Regions from separate parts of the Mus musculus genome. Here all the other regions are linked to region 3. The links are chromatin contacts, called in public ChIA-PET and HiChIP or PLAC-seq maps. All regions are on one chromosome and are shown on one strand. The core of a region is the stretch at or near the end of the contact, and the rest is flanking DNA. Distances in the headings are between cores, read along the strand shown. Region 1 overlaps Hmg20a (high mobility group 20A). Region 2 holds the start of Pstpip1 (proline-serine-threonine phosphatase-interacting protein 1). Region 3 overlaps Peak1 (pseudopodium-enriched atypical kinase 1). Region 4 overlaps Hmg20a (high mobility group 20A).

The links. ChIA-PET counts read pairs in DNA pulled down with a chosen protein or histone mark. HiChIP or PLAC-seq counts read pairs in DNA pulled down with a chosen protein or histone mark.
Region 1: a contact with region 3 is called in an H3K4me3 HiChIP or PLAC-seq map of bone marrow-derived macrophages, with 5 times the contacts expected there. The contact joins two enhancer-like sites. A contact is called at or near these places in 10 of 484 Hi-C or Micro-C datasets (the HPC-7 cell line, bone marrow-derived macrophages, brain and 7 more) and 7 of 115 datasets of contacts at active chromatin or transcription factors (the HPC-7 cell line, bone marrow-derived macrophages, embryonic basal ganglia and 3 more).
Region 2: an RNA polymerase II ChIA-PET map of memory CD8 T cells shows a contact between it and region 3, with 376 read pairs. The contact joins the promoter of Pstpip1 here to the enhancer-like site in region 3. A contact is called at or near these places in 2 of 484 Hi-C or Micro-C datasets (bone marrow-derived macrophages and macrophages) and 3 of 115 datasets of contacts at active chromatin or transcription factors (effector CD8 T cells, memory CD8 T cells and pancreatic cancer cells).
Region 4: a contact with region 3 is called in an RNA polymerase II ChIA-PET map of memory CD8 T cells, with 110 read pairs. The contact joins two enhancer-like sites. A contact is called at or near these places in 1 of 484 Hi-C or Micro-C datasets (Sertoli cells), 6 of 115 datasets of contacts at active chromatin or transcription factors (CD8 T cells, the HPC-7 cell line, bone marrow-derived macrophages and 3 more) and 2 of 9 other capture datasets (adipose tissue and pancreatic islet).

The regions. Positions count from the first base shown.
Region 1 is chr9:56,477,529-56,482,740 of GRCm38.p6, reverse strand. It overlaps Hmg20a (high mobility group 20A), which reads right to left. Exons shown (of 10, transcript NM_025812.3): 5 at 1,011-1,143; 6 at 102-133. Among named protein-coding and RNA genes, the nearest start is that of Hmg20a, 62 kb to the right of the region's middle. Within about 2 kb of position 3,285, at least 11 of the 459 cell types and tissues checked have an H3K27ac peak or open chromatin away from gene starts, as enhancers often do. A contact at or near this core is called in bone marrow-derived macrophages, where this site is marked.
Region 2 is chr9:56,085,529-56,091,470 of GRCm38.p6, reverse strand. It overlaps Pstpip1 (proline-serine-threonine phosphatase-interacting protein 1), which reads right to left and starts at 1,495. Exons shown (of 15, transcript NM_011193.3): 1 at 1,027-1,495. The coding sequence starts at 1,062.
Region 3 is chr9:56,260,977-56,266,293 of GRCm38.p6, reverse strand. The region is part of intron 3 of Peak1 (pseudopodium-enriched atypical kinase 1); the gene reads left to right. All of the region lies in intron 4 of Peak1os (a long non-coding RNA gene), which reads right to left. Among named protein-coding and RNA genes, the nearest start is that of Peak1os, 22 kb to the right of the region's middle. Within about 2 kb of position 1,438, at least 153 of the 459 cell types and tissues checked have an H3K27ac peak or open chromatin away from gene starts, as enhancers often do. A contact at or near this core is called in bone marrow-derived macrophages, effector CD8 T cells, macrophages and 2 more, where this site is marked.
Region 4 is chr9:56,445,160-56,450,701 of GRCm38.p6, reverse strand. The region is part of intron 1 of Hmg20a (high mobility group 20A); the gene reads right to left. Among named protein-coding and RNA genes, the nearest start is that of Hmg20a, 29 kb to the right of the region's middle. Within about 2 kb of position 1,456, at least 6 of the 459 cell types and tissues checked have an H3K27ac peak or open chromatin away from gene starts, as enhancers often do. A contact at or near this core is called in memory CD8 T cells, where this site is marked.

The sequences.
Region 1 (5,212 bases), core at 2,036-4,535, 210 kb before region 3:
ATGAACAGCATTTCAAACAGCATCAACACACACACACACACACACACACACACACACACACACACACACACACGTTAACGTGTACACAAAAGGCTAATTACCTCATGATCATGAGTGGCCTGTCGGGCTGCATCTAAAAATATAAGAATAAAGACAACATTAAATTTGAAAAGAAAACAGTCATAAGACCCAAGTATATGACTTTGCCAACCTCAAAACTTGTAGAGTTTCATGACTTACGATATTTTCATTCATAACATTAACGTCAGTCAACTAAAGTTAAATGGAACTCACACCTAGAGAACACACAATTGGACATAAGAAAACAGCAAACACTTTTACCTTTGAGAGAAGAGTGTGGGACAGTAGGTAGGAAACACACGCCAAGGTCGTGTGCAAGTGTGGAGAAGATGCTGTGGCTAAGGAGGGACAGAGCAGTGTGGGTGCTGGCCTTTGGCAGTGTTTGCTGGAATGGGGTCTGGAGTGAGATGCACCATTTCAACAGGAAAGAAAAAGATTCCATGAAGACATGGATGCTCTCCCCTATTCACTATTGTTCCCTCAATGCCTACAAGAGTCTACTACCTAACAGAGAAGCTCAACAGATCGCTTTTTGAATTCACACAAATAATTTATTGAATGAAGAGGCTCATGGAGGCTTAGAGGTACTAGGGCCTCTGAGTTACATGGTTTAGTAGAAAGACTTGTTTAAAGGTAGAGAAACGCCTAATTTGGAAACTAGACAGAAAAAGGCAGGTAGCTAATAATAGTTTTGGTACATGAGCCAGACTGTTAATCTTAGATATGGAAAACCAAGCAAAATGTCTAAATGTGAATACAGGATACTAGAGAGATGGCAGAAACGCATCTATCATACTTGCTACTTTAACCCTATAAGTGAATACAGGATAACAGAGAGATGGCAGAAACACATCTTTCATGTATGCTACTTTAACAGCTGGCTTTACAACATTCCATCACACATGACAAACTACACTTAGTTCTGATACCTTGCCTATGAGATTTGCCTTTCTGACGGTCCTGTGTTTTCCTACTGAAGACCTTGTAGGCCTCGGTCTTCTGATACTGCTCCAGTTCCTTCATGTAACGCTCCTTATCTCTGTCTGCTTCATCAAGGTAGCGCTAGGAAGGAAATGTGGGATTATTTAAAAATATTAACAAAAACCCCCAATAAACCTGAGATGTTGGGTGAAATATCAATTATCTTTTTAAAGAAAACAGTGCAATTAAAACATTAAAAAAATTATGTCAGTATATTGTAGGAAAGAAGCTGAAAGTAGTATAGGTATAGAATAAAATCTTTCAATTATAAAATAAACAAGGGCTGGTGGGGTGGCTCAGTAGGTAAGGGGCTTGCTACCAATTATGGCAAGTTCAGGTTGATCCCTGGGAGCCATATGGTTGAAGTCAGTTATTGGTGCTGAAAGCTGTCCTGACCTCTGCACACATACGTACACACATAAATAAACAAAACACATCCTTTAGAGAATAAATGAACGAATGACTGACTGACTAAACTGTGTGTTGCCTTTCCCAGTTTAATGAAGGTAAGTTCTACTGAGAGCACCACCATAAAACATTCATGAAGCTTACAGTCCGCCATCTCCTGAGCCCTGCAGATAGAATTTCACACGGCCACTAGAGTTCTTTAGAGGTCTGAACCCCACAGAGGCTCACGTTCCCAGGGGAAGGTAAGGAGTATTAGTTTGTTTCTCTACCTTCGACTCATTTTGAGTGAATGATCTCATATATCCTCTGGCCTTTTAAAAAGCCAGACGAGTGGAACACTAAAGCTGGAGAACATGAAGAGTGACCTCATCCTATGGCCCAGAATTGTTTTGCCTTGCCCATTTCATTCATCAAATTAGGTATAAGAAAGTATGAAAGGTGCTGCCTGCAAATGAGCAAACCAGATTCAGGTTATGTTAGAAATCTTGTCCCCCACCCAGCAGATGTAAGAGATACCCAAGTCTGGGATGATTTGAGCAACAAATAACTAACTATAGTATTAATTTAGAAACTACTGGAATAAAAGAAATTTATACCATAAATAAACTTTATGATATGAATTATTTATGATCATGCCAAAAATAAACAGAATGCAAGCAAGTATTCAAGGGGAGGAGGAGTAGAGCCCCCGTCGATTAGAAAGCTGAGGGCCGCCTTGAAGCCCAGCACTCGGAAGGCAGAGGCAGGCAGATCTGATTGGAGGCCAGCCTGGCGTGCAAAGCAAGTTCCAGGACAGTGAGGGTAACACAGAGCAAAAACAAACCAAAAAAACCCCCCAAACTCAACAAACAGACAGAAAGAAAGAACAGAAAATAAGGCTGAGGGTCAACTGGTAACTAACTGTGTGGGAGTGTTAAGAGTTCAAAAATTTAGCACTGTGTAAACATAATAATAAAGATTAGGTAAGGTGAAACTTATCTGTGGATATTAAGCCTGAGGAAATTTTTTTCTTTTCTTCTTTTTCTTTTCTTTTTTCCCCCCAAAAGCTAGAATTAGAGGCATGTACTACCATGCCTGGCTCTGGTTTCTCTTTAGATCATATAAATCTCTCCTTTTTCCCCCCGAGACAAGGTCTCACTATATATCCTTTGCTATCCTGGAACTCACTGTGTAGATGGCCTTGAACCTGGTAAGAGAGCCACTGCCTGAGTGTGGGGAGATCACACAATGTTTTTTTTTTTTCTTTGATATAAAATAAGTTACACATGTCTTTAAAATATCTCTCCATAGACTGCTTATGAATTATAAGGAAAACTTTATCAGGTCAATAAAATTACAAATAAGTAATAAAAGGCCATGGTATGCCTGCATATGTGATACTCTGGGTAGTATATATCATCTATTCTGATAAAGAATGTCCACCATCAATCTAATCACGAGGGAATGTCAGACAAACAGGAAATGAAGAATGTTTCCTTAAAAAACAAAGCAAAAGATGTGGGGGTGGGGCAGAGGAAGGGTCAGGCTTGGGGAGGGAGAGGGTTCACTCTCTAAGAATATCAAGGTATAACTTATAAAGACAAAGCTATACCAGGGATCGGCCTGAGGAGAACTACAGGCATCTGACTACACATGTCTAACTACACACAACTGACTACACACATGTCTGACTAAAGCACAGCCGGGTACTATGTTAAAGCCATAGGAAGGGATGCTGTGGAAGGGATGCTGTACAGGAAGGCATTACCTCAGTGTCTGCAGGCAAGAGCACACACAGCACTATGTTAACATGAAAGAGGGAACTTGATGACTTTATCAGTTATGTAACAGAGGATCCCTATTCTTAGGAAATACAAAAGTCTTCTGGGGGTAAAGGGCCAGCATATATGTAAGTCGCCTTTAAATGATTCAGAGAAAAAAAATGGTGGAAGTGCTAGCAACAGAGAAGCTGTTTAAAAGGTTTCTTTATGTTCTTTGTACTGTTTCTATGTTTGTAACTTTTTGTGCATTTGAAATGATTTCAAAATAAAAAGCTGATCAAACACATATAAAACCCAGTCCTTATCAGCCGACAGTGGCTGTATCATTAGAGAACCACTGTTACTTTTGCTATTATCAGAAAAAATAAACCATGCGTGTGCATTAACTTTGCAATAAAGATAAAAAAGGAAATAATAACCTGGTATGTCCAGATGATGATCCCCCAGTTATAAACTGCTTGCTACCAGCTTGCTACCACAAACATGAAGCTTCAGATTGAAAATTAATCTCATCTCTTCGAAAAAATTTGAATTCAATTAATTCCCAAGACAGTATTTTTCAATTTGGTTTCAGTCTTTCTGGAATCCATTTTAAAGAATGCAAGTCATAAAGAGCTTAAGACATAAAAGAAATATAGATCTTTGAGATGCCGGGAAGCAGGGCCTTTAATGCAGAGCCTGGCAGTCCAGGCCCTGGCCTCCCTCTGCCTCAGTGGCCTTTTACCCAGGGCATGGCGAGCTTGTGCTTAATTCCCCTCCAATCTCTCTAACAAAAGCTTTCTTCACTGTGACAACAGAGTTAGTTTCTGTCTGAGAGGAGAGAGATCAGATGGTTCTTGCTTTATTCCCTATAGTGGTAAAATTTGCTAGAACTCTACTTAAAACAATCAGTAAAGCAATAAAATCTTTTTCTTAAATAACATTCTTATGTGAATTGAAGAATTTTGGCAAATGATTTTTTTCCCCTCATTTTTATTCATGACTTTCATTTAGCTCAATGGAATACATTACTTTGATAGATTTCTTAATTTCTTAATATTGAACCACTTTTCAAAACACTCTTCTGTGAACTCAGTATACAATCAAATGAAAACGTAGCTGCTTTGGTGGGGGGTGGTTTCTAGAATCCTTTCGGCTCATAACCCCTTAGGACAACAAATCTTGGGACAGTTTCTCCTCACTGTGCTAGACACAAGAACCACAAAGATTCTGCTATTCTGGTATTCTTTTCCTTCCCCATTGAGTTTCTGGTGGTTCAGCTGTTCCTGGCCTCCCAGAAACATAATTCCTATTTCTACCTCCCTCTTTATATGCCTCTCTCCACCAGAGCCTGTCTTTCTCTCCTATGAATACCAGTCATTGGAACAGGGCCATCTGAACCAGTCTTACTTCTCCTTAGCTAGTTACAGCTACAAAGACTTTGCTCTGAGACTGCAGACATAGACTTTAGGGTGCATGCTCTTCAACCTAGAACACAAAGCCAGCAGCCTGAATTTCTCTCCACAACTTGACAGTAGCTAAGTGGGTGGCACTGGTCAATTTACGTTACTACTCCAGGTCTCAACACCTTGCTTCATATAGTCTCTTTTCACTTTCTTTTTGCAGAATTAGACATTGAACCCAGACCCGGGCAAGGCAGGCAACTGATCTGCTATGTGCTACCACCCAAACCCCTTTGTATTTTCCTTTAGTTGAAGGCTCTAAGATGCTTGGATTAGCCTTGAATTCACTCTGTAGCCTAGATGGGCCTTGAAATTGTGCTTTTTCTGCCTCAACCCTCTGATATTCTGATCTTCTAAGCACTGTGACACAAGTAAGAATCAACTGTCCATCTTCTTTACTTTTATGATAGAAATTAAAAAAAAATATTTCTCTGTGTGTGTGTGTGTGTGTGAATATGTCATGTCTATGGAGGTGCCTACACAGGCCAGAAGAGGCTTGACATTACAAGCAGCTGTCAGCCACCTACCATGGATGCTAGG
Region 2 (5,942 bases), core at 246-2,745, 170 kb after region 3:
CTCTCCAGGCAAGGCCCTCTGTCCTCTGTGAAGTCAGTTTCAAGGGAGGAAGGCCACTCATACTTTAGCACAGACCCCAAGCAAAGCTGGCAGAGAGGAAGGAAGGTGGCTTACTAACCCTCATCCTCCTGGCTTTGACCTTAGGAGTGGGCCCTGGGTGAGTAAAAGGTCCTGAGAGTCCCCTGTGGTGTTGGAGAGTTATCCTCAGGAGAAAGACATCCCCAGCTTTAACCAAAAGGTCTCAGCCTTGTGTCTCCAAGGGACAGTCAGGGGTGGAGGAGACTAGGGGAAGCTGAGGGAAAAGTGGAAAAGCAGGAGAGCTGGGCAAGCGCTGTGGCCTCTACTGCCCTCCTGGCTAGGTTTCCTCATCTCACCGGCAAAAAGATTTGTTTTACACCTGCCCTGAATTTGAAACAGCAGGCAGGAAGTTGCCTAGCCCAGCTGCCTTGTTCATGAACCTGAGGTATGCAGAGATCAGAGACTGGGTGAAAGAGTTTTAACTCTGGCAAGGCACCAGGGCTTTACTGCATTGGATCACCTTCAGTTGTCAAATATCTGTACTTATCTCCATTATACAGATGTAGAAACTGAGGCCCAGAGAGAAACAGCAACCGACCCAGCCCTTACAAAGCTGAGACCCGAACCAAACTAAAGTTGGTCTGGTGTCTGGGCTGCTGACTTCTCCCTTGTACACTCCTCCCTATGTATCCTCCTCAAATCCTCCATTAGGCTGTCCTGGTGAGCTCTGCCGCTGGGGCAGCATGCCCCTGAGGAGAAACAGCCTGAGGCCATCCCTCTGGCTGTGGGGGTGATGTCTGTGAGAGAAATTCATTATCTTAGCCAGGGCCCCTCTTTTGCCTTTCATGTCAGTAGAGACTGTGGCCCAGGCCACCTCCATGATAATTAAGACCAAAGTCAAGGCACAATTTTTATGGGGAAACTGTACCCCTATGTCAGTCTCCAAGGTGATTCCTGCCTGGCTGGACCTGTTCGGCAAGCTCACCGCCCCCAGTCGACTCCACTCACCCAGAAGGCATCTCGGAACTGCAGCTGGGCCATCATCCTCCAAGGGCGTCTGTTGTGTCAAATGCTAGCACTCCTGCTTCAAGCAGGGCTGAACATGGGCCAGGAGCCAGGAGCACGTCCCAGTCCCAGCGCGGCTAGCCCAGGCCCTCCCTCCCACTCCCAGCCGGCGCCGTCTGAAACGCTCAGAAGGCAGCCACAAGCCAGAGGCAACTGCCGGAGGAGGAAAAAGGCTCAACCTGTTTTGTTTGGGGCTAGAATCAGCAGCGAAATGAGGAAGGAGCCCTGCCCAGTGATGGAAGGGTGGGCCACGATTTCCAGCCTAGGCTCTCGCCAGCCCCACTGATGGAGGAGGACGCAGGCTGAGGCCCAGGGCAGGCAGCCCAGGTGGCAGGCAGAGGCTGGGAGAGAGGAAGGATGTGCACAGGCCAGGCAGGCAGGCAGGCAGCCTGAGGCCGGCACAGGAAGGTTTGTGCAACCTCCCCCAGGGCAGGCGCAGGGCTCTAACCCACAGGAAGTTGAGCTGCTGAGTTTCTCCTGCACAGCCCCAGCCCCGCCTGCCACCTGCCACCCTGCTGCCTGCTCAAGTCCTGGCCCAGTTTAGCTTTAGAACTAACAAGTTAGGAATCTCATGACTGTTACTCTCGCCGGCCCCAAGAGGTTAGGTTCTTAGGGTCTCACCCCGGAAAAGGACGTCCACCATTCATTCCAACTTTAGCAGTTCATGCCCTAGACTAGGTCCTACCCTCAAGTTGCTCACAGCACGGGGCGGACTCAATTGCGGTCCTGGTCCCGGGGCTATGAGAGTGGAGACTTGTTTTGAGAAGGTAACTAGCTAAGGGACCTCAGTGTGATGAGGCACGGGTCCTTGACCCCGTGCAAATCTTCACCCATTCCATCTTCAGTTCATAACTGTGATAGAGGGAGACAGGAGTCTGGAGACTCAGGCTCAGCTTTTGTTTAGTTTGGATTCTGCCCTTCACTAGTGGACGGACCTTGATTGACCTAACTCAGAGCCTCAGCCTCCCCATCTGTCACTTCCAGTCTCTGGGAAAGTGTTTCGTATCAAGAATGCCTCTGGAATTTCTCTTTGTAGGGCAAGCAGGTCCTGGGGAACCCTTTCCAGACAGGGTTTGCCCACTCAGCAGAAGAGGCCTCTGGAGTCCTGAGCCCGGGGTGGGCTGGTGAAAAGAATGAGTCAGAGACTGTCCACAAATCACCACCCTTACCGAGGCTTACCTTAGGACCAACTGGGTTGATCAGACAGCTGAGTTCCCAAGTGTGGGTTACACGTGCCAGGGCTTAAAGAGAGGCACACCCAGGCTTCCCTAAACACCCCCAAGAAGAAGCACAGCAGGCCTGCTGCTGGAAGCCCTTCTCTCTAGAATCCCGGGGCTTGAGCTAATGAGCATCTTTTAAAAAGAGATTCATTTCTAATTTTTATTTGCGTGATATGTGTGTGTGCTAGGTATGTACAGATGCCTGTAGAGGCTAGAGGAGGGCATCCAATCCTTTGGAGCTGCCTAATGTAGGTGCTAGGAATCGAACTCTGATCCTTTAGAAGAACACCAGTCACTCATAACCACGTGGTGTAAGTTACCTTAACCCTACAGGCCCTCTGCTGAAGCTACTTTTATTGTTACAGATTGGCCAACTCAACATCTCCATCTGTAAAATGGGATGAAACCTTGAAATCAGAAAGCAGACCAGAGTCCTTTGTTACCAGGAGCCTTGTTTTAACTGACAGGAAAAGCCCAAGCTGGGGTCCCTGCTGACCTCTCCAGGAATCTCTTCCCTTCAGTCTGCTGGGTGAGTCCAGCCCCCACCCCACCCCCAGAGTCTACACCTCCAGATGCAGCCACATCAAAAGAAGAAAGGGAAAACCCAAGTTGTCTTCTCCAAAGTCCTGTTCGTCAGCCTCTTGGGAGATCTTCCCTGGTATCTCATTGGCTAAGAATAGATGGTACTTCAGCATCATCACCATCACAGCAGACCCTTGGGGCTGTCATAGATGCTGGAGAAAGTTACAGTGACCATGAGACCCCCCCCTCCTCAGCTTAGAGCCACAAAGAATGCTGGTGACAGGTCTGCCAGGAGAGGAGGCAGATCTGGTTTCTACCCTAATGGAATTACAGGCAAGTTCCAGAAAGATCTCTCCTTATTGAGTGGAACCAGAAGACAGTGTTGTGATGAGAAGGAGGTAAATGAAGAGGGGGTGGGGAGAGAGTTGCAAGGACGGTTAGAGGCCTGGATGGTGCTACCAGGAAGGCCGAGGGAAGCTGTGGAGTGTAGAGGAGACAGAGAGAAGATAGGACTGGATGGAGACGTTCAAGAAGCCTCAGAAGATGGAACTGTGTGTTAGCGAGCTTCCCTCCCTCCCCAGCCATTGCCCACACCAAACCCAGTCCTCGGGGAGGGGAATCTGTGCCTGAAAAAAAATCACAGCTCTTTAATCACTGTTTCTGCTGCCTCAGAACATAATTTGCCTTGATGTCTAGGCAGCTGTGCCCCAGGCCACACTATGAGGGAGAACCTCACCCAGGCCAGGACAGAGTGTTTGACATAGTATTTGAATATATATGTTTGAAGAATTCAAGAGGTCATAGGCTTAAGGACTGAAAATAAATTGCAAAATCAGTTGTTACAGCCTTGGTTGCCACAGCTAGCCACCTGGTGGGACTTGGGTTTTAAAGTCAGTTTGTCTGTGCCTTTAAACCAGGTAAGCAACAGAAACATTGCCAATGGTAGGCATTTGGGGTTTATTCTACCTATGGGGTTTTTACTTACTATTTACAGTTGCATGAATATTTGTGGAACAAGTGCCAAAATCTATTAAGTTCTGAGTTTTTCTGCCAGGTACCAGATTGGCCTGTGTTCTGCTGGGGACAGGGGAGTTGAGCCAGGCATCTCCATTTATCATGATCAGACTCCTCAGCCTGTGATAGACAGGCAATCCCCAAGGGTGTTGCAAACAAGCTAGGATGTACTAGGTACATGGGACAGAAGTATGTCTGCCGAATATGTCATTTGTTATCCGTCTGAGCCAGGGACAGCCGCCATGCCTCACCCTAAGATGCTATTAGGCATGGTCCTAACCTTGACTTCTTTAGAAACCTGCAGCTGGATTCCTGCTGCAGGCAGAGGGGACCTAGGAAGGAGTAGGGAGGGAGGGGCAGAGGAGTAGCCCAAGGGAAGCAGTGAGAGGCTACCACATGAAGTATGTGTCACTGTCATACGAGATTGCTCTTGAATCACACAAAGATTAGCAAGATGGTTCAGCTGATAAAGATGTGTGACACTAAACCAGATAACTTGAGTTTAATCCCCAGGATCCAATGGTAGAATGAGAGAACCTTCTATCATAAAACACCCTCTGACTTCCACAGTTGTTCTATGGCATGTGATTGCACTCTCATATAACACACACCCCTATATATGATTAATTAACTATCATTTAAAACATGTATACGAAGATATATTCAAGACAGGATTTCTCTCTATATTAACGCTGGCTTTTCTGGAACTTGATCTGTAGACCAGATTGGTCTTGAACTCATAGAGATCCACCTGCCTCTAACTCCCAAATGTGGGATTAAAAGTATGCATTACCATGCCCAACAATAATAGCATGTTATTTGGAATTTCAAGACAGCAACTTTGGAGCATCAGAGCCTGGACAGGCTCAGCTCTGAGCATCAGGGCTCCGTGCAGCTGTGTCTGTACATCAGCGAAGCTATCTGTGCTCACTGCCAGCTGCTCTCCATGTAGCAGAGCGATGCCTTCAGATGCTGATCTAGCCACCTTCTGGCTACTACTTTTCTGAGTGATGGATGTTGTTCTCAGGCTGCTGGCCATTGTCATTACACATCCTGCAGATCCTGCACGGCCTAACCCAGCCGACTCTTCAATACTTGCCACCCACTGGACTTTGATTTTGTCATGTTGCCTCACTCTCTTGTATTTCAGGTCCTTTTTTTCCCAACCTCTCTCCTCTGCTTGGGAAGTTCTTCTTGCCCCTCCCTAGCCTCAACCTTGGCCCAGATACCTACTTCTCTTCAATTGTCATCTCCTCAGGAAAGCCAAGAGATGGACTGGATAGACAGAACGCAGGCAGGACTGACGTTGACTTATATGAGTGTGGAGGAACTCAGGGGCTTGAGGAGGGGACACTGTCATGGAGGCTGCCCTCACTGGTGAAGCTGATGCCAGGCTAGAGGGGAAGTCTGAGGCAAGAGCTTGGAACCTTGGGGGTTGGGGGAACTAGCAAGAAGGAGGCTCTGAAAACTCCTGCCCTAATTTAATTTGGTAATGGCACTCATTTTATCCCTTTTAGTGTTTATGCTGCCTTGATAATGCAACTCTTGGAGGGAGGGAAGGGAGCCTCTGTCCTGGTAGAGCATCCTTCAAATGCCAGTAGGCTGTAGCCAGCAGGATACTCCTGATAGGCTGTTTGATCCTCGGATCGGTATGCTGCCTATGGCTGACCCAGGTGGTCCACTGTTCCCAGGGGTGATGCCTATGGTATCCTAGTTAGCCCAAGGCCCATGTTCTATGTTCTGGGTACCCTCTGGCCTGCTCCAGCATGAAAGCAAGAACCATTCCAGTATACCTGGTGAAATAAATGGAGTCTTCCTGTCTGGGGACACAAACAATAGAAATGATGCTTATTGTGAGACAGCAGAATGCACCAGGATAGAGCAACTATGTTGAGGAGTAAGCCAGAAGCCTACAGACTGAAAGCAGGGATCTAATTAACGAGACCAGGTGAGCCAAAAGTTCAGCAGTAACAGGATGGCCCACCGAGCTCTCACACATTAGGCCTGGAGCTCAGCATGTCCCATACTCTGTGAGGCCTCTCTCATCCTACCCCACAGAGAAGAAAATGGAGGCTTAGAAAGGTCAGTCAGCTTGTGAGAGTC
Region 3 (5,317 bases), core at 189-2,688:
CTTCAGGAGTCAAAGTATTGGGGGAGGACCTTAGCAGTCTATTCCCATACTCCTTTATGATGGTCGGGCTTTCCTTTGGTTACCTTTAAGGAGTACTGTGTGAGGAGTTTAATAGACCCCCTACCCAGTCCCTCTTTAAGGACAGGAACTGCATCCCTCTTAGCAAGCGCAGATGCTGACAGTTTAGTCCAAGATTGAAATCCAGGGAGAATTGGTTGTTTTGTGTCAAATCTACTTGAAACAGTTGGGCAAGAAGCACACTAATTATAGCCATTGTTGAGCAGCAGAGAGCAAAGAGCAGCAGTAGGTTCTCAGAAGGCCTTCATGACTCAAGATGAAATCAGCTACTCTAGAATAGCTCTATCTATAGCTCGAGGGGTTTCATCCTGGAAGTTATGAAATAGAATTTTAGATCATGGGGTAAATCCTGGCTAGCTTCTGGAGGCAGCTTCAGCCATTAAAATTTCCCATCAACCATTTCATCTGTAGGATTTGCTTTAGGGTTCTAAGAATGTGGTTTGGTTTGAGCCTGCGCTGGTCTCATGTGCTGGTCTCTGTAAGTTCAAATGTGTATCAGTCCTGCTGTGTCTGGACACTGTTTCCTTTGAGTCATCCCAGCGATGACAGGAAGTGGACGCAAGTCTCACCCCTAACTAAGATGCTATTTGCAGTTGATACTGGCTAGGAAAGGGAAATCAGTTTTCTCCAGCAGAGTGTTTTGGGATGTATCAACCACACTCCAAGGAAGTCAGTGTAAAACAGGCTCCATGGGACTTGGAGTTTTTAAGGGGGTGCTATTTAGAGTTTGTTTTGTCTTATTAGTTTTTTGTGTTTTATTTGATTTTCATTTTTGTTTTGTTTTTGGAAAGGGGGAGTGGGAGAAAATATCAGGTTGGGTAGGTAGGGGTCTGGGGTGAATTTGGGGAAAGGGAAAACATGATCAAAATTATGAAAAATTTTAAATAAAAGATTATAAAGAATATATAAGCAAATGAGCTTTAAAAAAAAAAACCAAGCATTACATTTTGATACTCCTTATCAGACCTGCTCTGGCAAATTCGTAGAGCGTGTCAGAGCAGGTCGCTGTGTCTGTATGCACATGCTGCAGGAGACACTTTTATTTCTTAATGTCTCAACTTAAGTTCGGTGACTCAAGTTTCCTGTTTGGACAGTGCTGTCAACGAGAGGGCACGAGAAGGGAAAGCTGTAGGTATTATCAATTGCCCTTAAGTGATTCTGCAAAGGCAGGAAAGCCAGAAGACCCGGCCTCGGATAGACCTGCATTGGGTATAGCTTCCTTCTCTAAGGGCCTGCATTAAGTTAAAATAGTTTTGACAGCATCTTTAACTGAACATCTTTGTCTCCAAACATAATTAGTGTTTAAAGCGGAAGGCATCAAAGTCCAGGTTTTGTGGCTTAGACAGCAGCTCCATCTGGTGCTTACTGGAGGTGTGTGCTCCTTTCATCTCCGGGTTCCAAGCAGCATAGATACAGATGTGCACAGGCCTTTCAAAGGAACGGCCACACTAAAACTGGCTTCTAGCGATGACGTGAGTTAACTGGTCTTGATGAACCTCATTTGGCAGTTTTGTTAATGTGGTTGTTGCTGATCAATTCAAAAGCCATCATTTGGTTTAACTAACATACTCAGATGGAAATAATTTTTCATATTTATTAATCTTGGAGAAAAATAAAGCACATACTACTTACAAAGAAAACCTGTAGTACCTTACGAGGAATAGGTCAGCTTGGTTAACAAGCTATTAGGCAGGATGTCTTCCTCTTTTCTGTTCAGTGTCATATGATGCTTAGTATACAGGATGTGGTTTTTAAAAAAGAAAACTTGCTGACTCGAAGGAAATGCCTCAAGTTGCTAGTAGAAATTAATTCTGAATAATAGGTTTACACAATTTTTCTGCATTCATTGTATTCCATGTTTGCATTGGGGTTTTTTATTTCTTCAAGAAGACTATACTACAAAAAAGGGGCAAGGCTAACAAAAGTAAATTAGCAATTTTAAACATATGCTAGGCCCAGCAAATGGCTAAGCAGGTAAATTTGCTTATGCTAAGCCTAACAACTTGATACAGTCACTGGAACCTGCATGGGTGAGAAGAAAAACTGACTTCTGCAGGTTATCCTCTGACCTCCGCAGACATAAACACATACATCAAATAAATACATTTTGTAGACGAAACATACATAGTATAGCCCTAGTCTCAGTTCTGGTCTCACATTTACTGTAAATGTAGGAGAATTACTTTCTTTTCTGGTCTTCAGAACCCCTGGTTCATCAAACAACAGAAACAAAATGAGAGCTTCGTCAGTTTTAACATTCTCAGATTTGAATTGTGCTCTCTTTCCCTGCCTTTTCTGCCTCTCTTATTCTTCTCTGTCTTCCCCCCACTATCACCATACAACATTATCTACTTTCTCCTATATTAAAATCAAGAAGTCCTTTTTGAATCTAACTCTTCCTACCCAAATCTTTTCCAAAGAGTCATCTGCCAGTGTCCTGCCACTTTGCTGTCCAGCCCACCAGTCTGAATTCCATCCTCACTGCTACACCAGAACACAGAGAGGCCAGCCTACGCTTGTTCTGCCAAGTGTACTGGGACACATAGGCCCTCATTTCCCAGTACCCCTGAGCAGCATAGGAAATAGCTGTCTGCTCTTCTGGCGTCCGCCTCATCGTTACCTTGAATGTAGCTTTTATTTGCCCTTTTTTCTGAGAGAAAGGGGTAGTTATGTCTTCTCCCTGGTTCACCCCCAGCATGTTCTCTACCATCCCCATGCTCTTCCTAGCCTAGAAAATACCCCCAAGCACTTGAGAGGCACACAGTTCTCTCCTGTGTTCTAGATTGGTGAAAATCAACAGCCTACTCTGTTGTATGTGGGCTCACAGAGCATGCTCTGATCATCTTCCCTGCAGAAGTTATGCCATCTCCAGTATTCCTATCTTGGTAAATATCCTTGCACATTGTTGGAATAAACTCCACCTCAGCACCTCTTAACTCTCTCCAAAGTCCAGTCATTCTTTGAGATAAGTTTCCCTGCCTTGCCTGATACGATGCCACACCCTAGGGCAGATTCTCATTAGATCTTAGCATGCCTGTAGCAGCCCTTGAAACATTTTCTTGCCTTTTATTCTTCCTTCCAAGGTCTATTTTCTGTCCAGCCCAAACTGTCTTTTGTAGCTCAGGTTTATTGAAGTTTAATTTGCATATAATAAAATTCATCCTTTTTAGTGTTCAATTTATGAGTTTTGACAAATATGTGCAGTTGTGTATGATTGGCTCCAGTTTTTGTCTGTAAATCTCTGTATACTGGTTTTGGTATAAGTAGACATTTTTATTGTTTCTAGTAAATATCGAAGAATGAGATTGTTAGGTATCAAAGCAAATTTATGTTTAACTTTATAAGAAGCTGCCAGACTGTTTTCCAAATTAACTGAACCATCCAAGTCCTCACAAGTGTGCCACATGCTCAACTTCACAAACATACACTCACTGATTGTCCCAGGAAGTTCACACCGTGGGTCTCACTTGCTTTTCTATATGACAAGCAGCATTTAGTGTCAGATAGCTATAAGATATATATGCATATATGTGTGTGTATATGTGTGTATGTGTGTATACATACACACACACACACATACACACGCACTGTATATGAACACAGTATGTGGCAGTATATCTACTAAAATCCATCATTTGTTTTGCATTCACACTCCCAAAGCCCATCTGTTTTGAAAGTGTTTTTACTTTAGGTAAAAAATCCCCTTTTTCATGTGTGTGTGTGTGTCCATGCGTATACTGAAGCCAGAGCATTGTGTGTGCTAGGCAACCATACTATCACAAGTTATATCCCCAGCTCAACATGTTTTATTTTGATGGGTCCCAAGTAATCAGTTGGACTTTTTTCATATTTTAGGCATTAAATCCCCACACTTTTGTCTGTCCTAAGGTTAGGAGTACTGTAGCTCTATTCTGAGTCTTGAACCCAGGAAGCTTGGCCCTGCCAACACAAGTCATTGTCATTCTACGTAGAAGCATAGGGCTGTGATGGCACTCTAGAAGGTCTGCAGTGCTGAGAGGTGAGTGGCACAAAACTTTAAAGTACAGTGCATTTAATCATCCCAGTACTGGTAGGAACATAGACAGATGCCAGGAGCTTGCTGACCAACCAGCCTAGCCAAATTGGTGAGCTCAGGACCCCATCTCAAAATACAAGGCAGAGAAGAGCTGAGAAAGACATCCAGTGTCATCCTCTGGCCTCCACATGCATATGTGCACACACTCAACACAAATGCTTACATACACATACACACAGGAAGGGAGGGAGGCCCCTGTCTTTGGAAACAGAAGGGACCTTCTGTAATCCAAGAAGAGATGAGTACCCAATTGGAGAGTACAGCAAGAGTTGATTGTCAAGAAGATGGTGAGGTGCTAAGAGGCATAGATCTAGTCTTACAGCTTCTAATACCGTGTTTAAAATTCAGATTTGTTATTCTCCCCTAGCATTTGACTTAGGTAAGACCTGGAGTGTCCCCCGTGTGGTTTTTATTCACCTGGCAGCATTCACCAGTGTGCACACTGGCATTAGGAAGTGCTGCATTAGGTAAGGCTGCCCAAGAATACCTGGTTCCATGCTAATTAGTAAGAAGGCGATGGAGTCACATCTGCCAATGTAGAGCAGTGGCTCAGCTGAGATTAACATGCAAGTGTAACAAGTCGGGGGCTGGACCTAAAGAAACTGCATTTCTAACAAGTTCCAGGTGAGGCTAGTGTGTTTCTCTGAGAACCACACCTGAAGTAGCAGCAATAACAAACAAGATGATGGCATAGAATGGGACAAGACTCAGCCTCACTTATCCCAGTCATCTGGACAAGAGATGGCAAGCATCTGAACTGCTAGCAGTGCCTGGCGATGGCAAGAATAGGGTCCAGTGAGATGTAAGAAGACAAAATTGGAAAAACTGACTTAGAGAAACGAGGGATTGATTTTTAGCGCACTGGATCCAAAGAGTCTGCTAAGCAGCTAATATGTTAAGGGTGAATGGAAGAATGCATAGGAACTGAGATATGTCAAGCAGAGATTGACTGACACTCACAGATCAGTATCAAAGGCAAACCCGGGGGTGGAGAGTGGAGCTCAGTGTATCTGAGGCACCGGGTTCCCTCCCAGCACTCCCACCCCTTACTCCATACCACACACTTGTGCTCGACCAGCTCACACATGTGCACTCGAGCACACACATACACATACAGGCCTTCCCAGGATAGGAGATCACACAGTTATTTCCATAGACACATCA
Region 4 (5,542 bases), core at 207-2,706, 180 kb before region 3:
ATGAGAACTTGTGTCTCTGAGTATGGTGCGGTGCAGACATGTGGAGATCAGAGGACAGCCTTGGGTGTCAGTCCTCACCTCCACCTCATTTGAGTTATGGTACCTTGCTGATCTCTACTGCATTAACCAAATTAGTTGGTCTACTGAGCTTCCAAGATAACAGTTTCTGTCTTCCAGCCTGCTGAAGGCACAATGGGATGACTGGTGAACGCTCGCCCCCTCACCTAAGCTTCATGCAGTTCTGGGGATCCATTTTCCAGTCTTTCTTCCTGGTGACTTTTAGAGACTGAATCATCTCCCAAGTGCACTCTCTCTTTCCCACTGCTTTTTCAGACAGCGTCACTTACAAGGGTTTCTTACAGGTCTGGCACTCACCAAGAAAAGTAAGTTAGGCTGGCTATCCACTGAGCTCCAGGAATCCCATCTTTGCCTCCTCGGAGCTAGGATTATACCACTGTGCCCCTCTCCTCACCTCCTTTTGTGATGGTGTGGATTCTGGGAATCAAGCTCAGGTCCTTATTCTTGCAAGGCAAGTACTATAACCTCTGAGCCATCTCCCCAGTCCAATGACCGAATGACCGCTTGAGTTTTGCTCTAACTTCTCAACAGCATTTGATGCTGTAAATGATTCTTCAAATTCATTTCCTACTACTTGTATACCTGGATATATACTTATATACGTTCTTGTTCCCTGTTATCTTTATGCATTATTTCAGCCTTTGCTGATCTCTCTGTATGCTTTCCTAGTGACTTTTCCCCATTCTACTGTAAAACAGCAACTTGTATTGCTGATGTCTTTAAAATTCTGAGCCTGTACCTGCAATGGATTGTAGTCTTTTGATGTTTTACAGAAACAACAATGAACACACAAAAAATGGGATCCATATTCTTTCTGTTAAAATCTGTTCCATTGCCCTTGTCCTCTAGAGAGGACTTTCTTTTTTTCAGGGTAAAAAGCCCAAGTGCCCTTTTCAAAGCTGCCTCGCCTTTCCGTCATAACCAGTCCCTCACCACCCCATCCCCCACCAACCCCCATGATTGACCTTCTTTTCTAGGTTCTCATTATTGTCACATGTAAAGCCTTTTCTTGTCCTGGTTACTCTAACAGCCTCCTATCAGTCTGACCTGTCCCTAGTCTGTTTCCAGAGTATTCAGTGACCATATTAAAATGCAAATGTAATTGTGAATGCCACCCCTTGTTTCGAATCATTCTAGTATTAGTCTATCCACTGTCTTCATGTGATCTAAAAAAATAAAAACTTTTTTTTTTCAAGATACTGGTTATTGAACTGAGGGCCTCCTGTGTGCTATGCCTGATTTACATTCATTCCCAACCCTTTTGCTTTTTTTTTGCCTCTGTTTTTGAGAAAGGGTCTCACCAAGTGCCCAGGCTGGCCTGCACTCACTAGCAGCCAGCCCCGGTTGGCCCTGAACTTGCTATCCTTCCATCTCTGCTTCCTCAGCAGCTCTGATTATGCTCTAGCTTCCTGTGTGAAATGTTTACTTTTCTTTTGAAATGTCTCTGTCTAAAAGCATAAATGAGCCGGGCGTGGTGGCGCACGCCTTTAATCCCAGCACTTGGGAGGCAGAGCCAGGCGGATTTCTGAGTTCGAGGCCAGCCTGGTCTACAAAGTGAGTTCCAGGACAGCCAGGGCTATACAGAGAAACCCTGTCTTGAAAAACCAAAAAAAAAAAGCATAAATGTTATGCTTTTTAAAAATCTTTAAGGGGTTGTGGATTTAGCTCAGTGTTAGAGCAAGCATGAGGCCCTGGCTGCAGGAGGTGGTGGTGATGGAGGTAGGGGGAGTGGGAACAAAATAAAAAATGTTTAAACCATGAATGTTTTAAAAGGTATTATTTTATCATTTGCATAATCAATCAAATTTGGTTCCATAATAACCTGGTCCTATAAACTTTTAAATAATTTTTAAAAGGAAAACTAAAGAAAAGGGAATCTTGGCATGCTGAAAGAAAATATAATATAAAAGGTTTAAAGCAACATATTAACAACAACTAAATCTTCTCTGGCTGCAGCCACATCTTTGGTATCCTGTATCTGTTCTTGAGTGAAAGGTCTCACAAATGCATCCTTTGGGGAAGTAAGATTTGGCTGGCTTACTAGTGAATATAGTAAAAAATGGTCATCCTACCAAAAGTAAACTAGATTCAATGAAATCTCCATCAAAATTCTAACACAATTCTTTACAGACCTTGAAAGGACAAGTCTCAACTTCATATGGGAACACAAAAACCCAGCATAGCTAAAACAATTTTGAATAATAAAAGAACTGCTGGAGGTATCATTATCCCTGATTTTAACTTGTAAATACAGAGCTATAGTAATAAAAACATGGTATTGGCACAAAGCCAGATACATTTATCAATGGACTCCAATTGAAGACCCAAACATAAATCCATACACCCACAGACACAATTTTTGATAGACCAAAAACATACTAGAAAGAAAGCATCTTCAACAAATGATGCTAGTCAAATTGAAAGTCTGCATGTAGAAGAATGCAATAATTCCATATTTATCACCTTGCAAAAAACTCCAAATTGATCAAAGACCTCAACATAAAACCAGATAAGCTAAACCTGATAGAAGAGAAAGTTGGGGACAGCCTTGAATTCTCTGACATAGGGAAGACTTTCTGAATAAAACACTGTTAGCATAGGCACTAAGATCAATAATTAATAAATAGGACCCCATGAAGCTGAAAAGCATCTGTAAGGCAAAGGATGCTGTCATAAGGACAAAGTAGAGGCATTCAGAATGGGAAAAGATTTTCACCAGCTACACATCACATGGAGGTCTAATATTCAAAATACATATGGAACACAAGAAACGAGGTATCAAGAAAACAAACAACCCAATTAGAAAATGGGTTACAGATTTCAACAGAATTTTCCAAAGAGGAAACTCAAATGACTGAGTAACACTTAAAGATATGTTTGACATCCTTAGCCATCAGGGAAATGCAAATCAAAACTACTTTGAGATTCCTTCTTACACCTGTCAGAATGACTAAGATCAACAAAACAAGTTGACAGCTCGTGCTGGCATGGATGTGGAGTAAGAGGAACACTCACATATTGCTGGTGGGAGTGCAAACTTGTATAGCCACTATGGAAATTAGTGTGGTGGTCCCTCAGGAAGATGTCAATCTACCTCAAGATCCACCAATAGCACTCTTGGGCATATATAGTCAAAGATGCTTCATCCTACCACAGAGATACCTTCTCAACCATGTTCACTGCTGCTCTATGTAGCTGTCTTTGGCTATCTTGTGGGTTCTTTTTTCTTCCACCCTTTCAACCTCCTAACACTAGATATGAGAGAAAAAAAGGATAGGAAAGGAAAGAGAACCCTGAATAAAGTCAGGGGTTAGAAAGTTGGCAATGTTATAGTTAGACTACTCCTTGCTGATTAGGGGAATCAAATACCTTGGGGCAAGCTCAATCTTTGCTGTCAGGATGCCAAATTTCTTCTTTTTCTTGATTCTTCTCTGCACATGACTACTTAACAAACTGTGACCAACAACAATCAACAATAACAACCCACATGCCTCTTGAGGTCCTAGCATTTATATAACTTCTAAAAGGTCCCCAGAAGTCCAAATGTCCCACAACTGCAGAAACCATCTGCAGTTGGCAAAACCATGCCTCTGCCAGAGCATGAGGGAAGTCATAGTTACCTGCTGTGAAGCAGCCCCATACCTGTGAAACCTGGGATTAAAACAAAAGCACATTCCTATTTCTGTGCTGAATTCTCACTAGAGCTCTACTCAAAATATACAGATCCTGGAAATGACCTAGATGTTCCTCAAGAGAAGAATGGTTAAAGAAATTGTGGCACATTTACACAATGGGGTATTACTCAGCTGTTAATAAAATGACATCAGGAAATTTGTAGGCAAGTGGATGGAACTAGAAAAAAAAAATCATCCTAGGGGCTGGAGAGATGGCTCAGAGGTTAAGTACACTGATTGCTCTTCCAGAGGTCCTGAGTTCAATTCCCAGCAACCACATGGTGGCTCACAACATCTGTAATGGGATCTGATGCCCTCTTCTTGTGTGTCTGAAGACAGTGACAGTGTCAACATATATAAAATAAATAAGTAAACCTTTGAAAAAAACCCACAACATCCCGAGTGAGGTATCCCAGAAAGACAAATATGGTATGTATTCACTTACATGTGGATATTAGCTGTTAAGTCAATAATAAGTAATTTACAATCCACAGAATGTAGGTACAGTATAAGGGATTTGGGGAGTGTACTGACTAGTTTTGTGTCAACTTGAAACAAGCTGTAGTTATCACAGAGAAAGGAGCTTCAGTTGAGGAAATGCCTCCATGAAATCCAGCTGTAAGGCATTTTCTCAATTAGTGATCAAGGGGGAAGGGCCCCTTGTGGGTGGGACCATCTCTGGGCTGGTAGTCTTGGGTTCTATAAGAGAGCAGGCTGAGCAAGCCAGGGAAAGCAACCCAGTAAGGAACATCCCTCCATGGCCTCTGCATCAGCTCCTGCTCCCTGCTCTGCTTGAGTTCCAGTCCTGAATTTCTTTGGTGATGAACAGCAATGTGGAAGTGTAAGCTGAATAAACCCTTTCCTCCCCAACTTGCTTCTTGGTCATGATGTTTGTGCAGGAATAGAAACCCTGACTAAGACAGGGAGGCATATAGATTTTGTTAGGAAAGGGAAATAGAATAGTTATGAATGGATGTGGGGGGTGAAAGGAGAGGATCAAGTGGGGAGGAGAGGGGGTTGTAGAAGGGAATATGGGGAGAGGCAGCTAAAATTAAGGGGCACTGAGGGGTAGTATGGAGGCCTAATACAGTAGAAACTTACTAAAATATATACATATATGAAGGTGATCTAAATGAACTCACCAAACAATTGGGGAGACAGAGTCCCAAGTGGCCATCTCTTGTAAACAAACAAAGGTTCCAAATTGGGTTACATCTAATTGAGTTTTTGGCTAAAGGGAACAGGAAACCTCTAACAACCCAGGCTGTTGCCAGGACTATAAGTTACTGACAGCAAGGCCCCACACAACTCACTGAACATGGAGGTGTTGAGCTGGCACCTACATAGAGCGTTCAATCCTATGTTCAAGGATCTTTGATACAGGAAATTATTCTGCATGTTATCAAAAGAGGAACATGAACACCAAGCCAGCTACAACGCCTTCATCTATAATGGTGTATTACCTGCAAGGTGGCAAAGCTTGTGAGAGTAACCAACCAATAACTGATTTGACTGAAGGCCCATTCCACAGAATGGAACTCATACCCAACACTGCTTGGGTGACCAAGATCCTGAGACTAGATAGCCCAAGGTCCTAAAAAAACAACAACAAAAACATTAGTGATAAAATGACTTCTAATGATATTCTGCCATACTCATTGACCAGTGCCTTGTTATGCCATCATCAAAAGCTTCCTCCTGCAGCAGATGGGAGAAAATGTAGAGACCCACAGCCAGGTCTTTTACACATAGAAAGAGAAAGAGAGACCCTGAAGTATGCAGCTATAAAT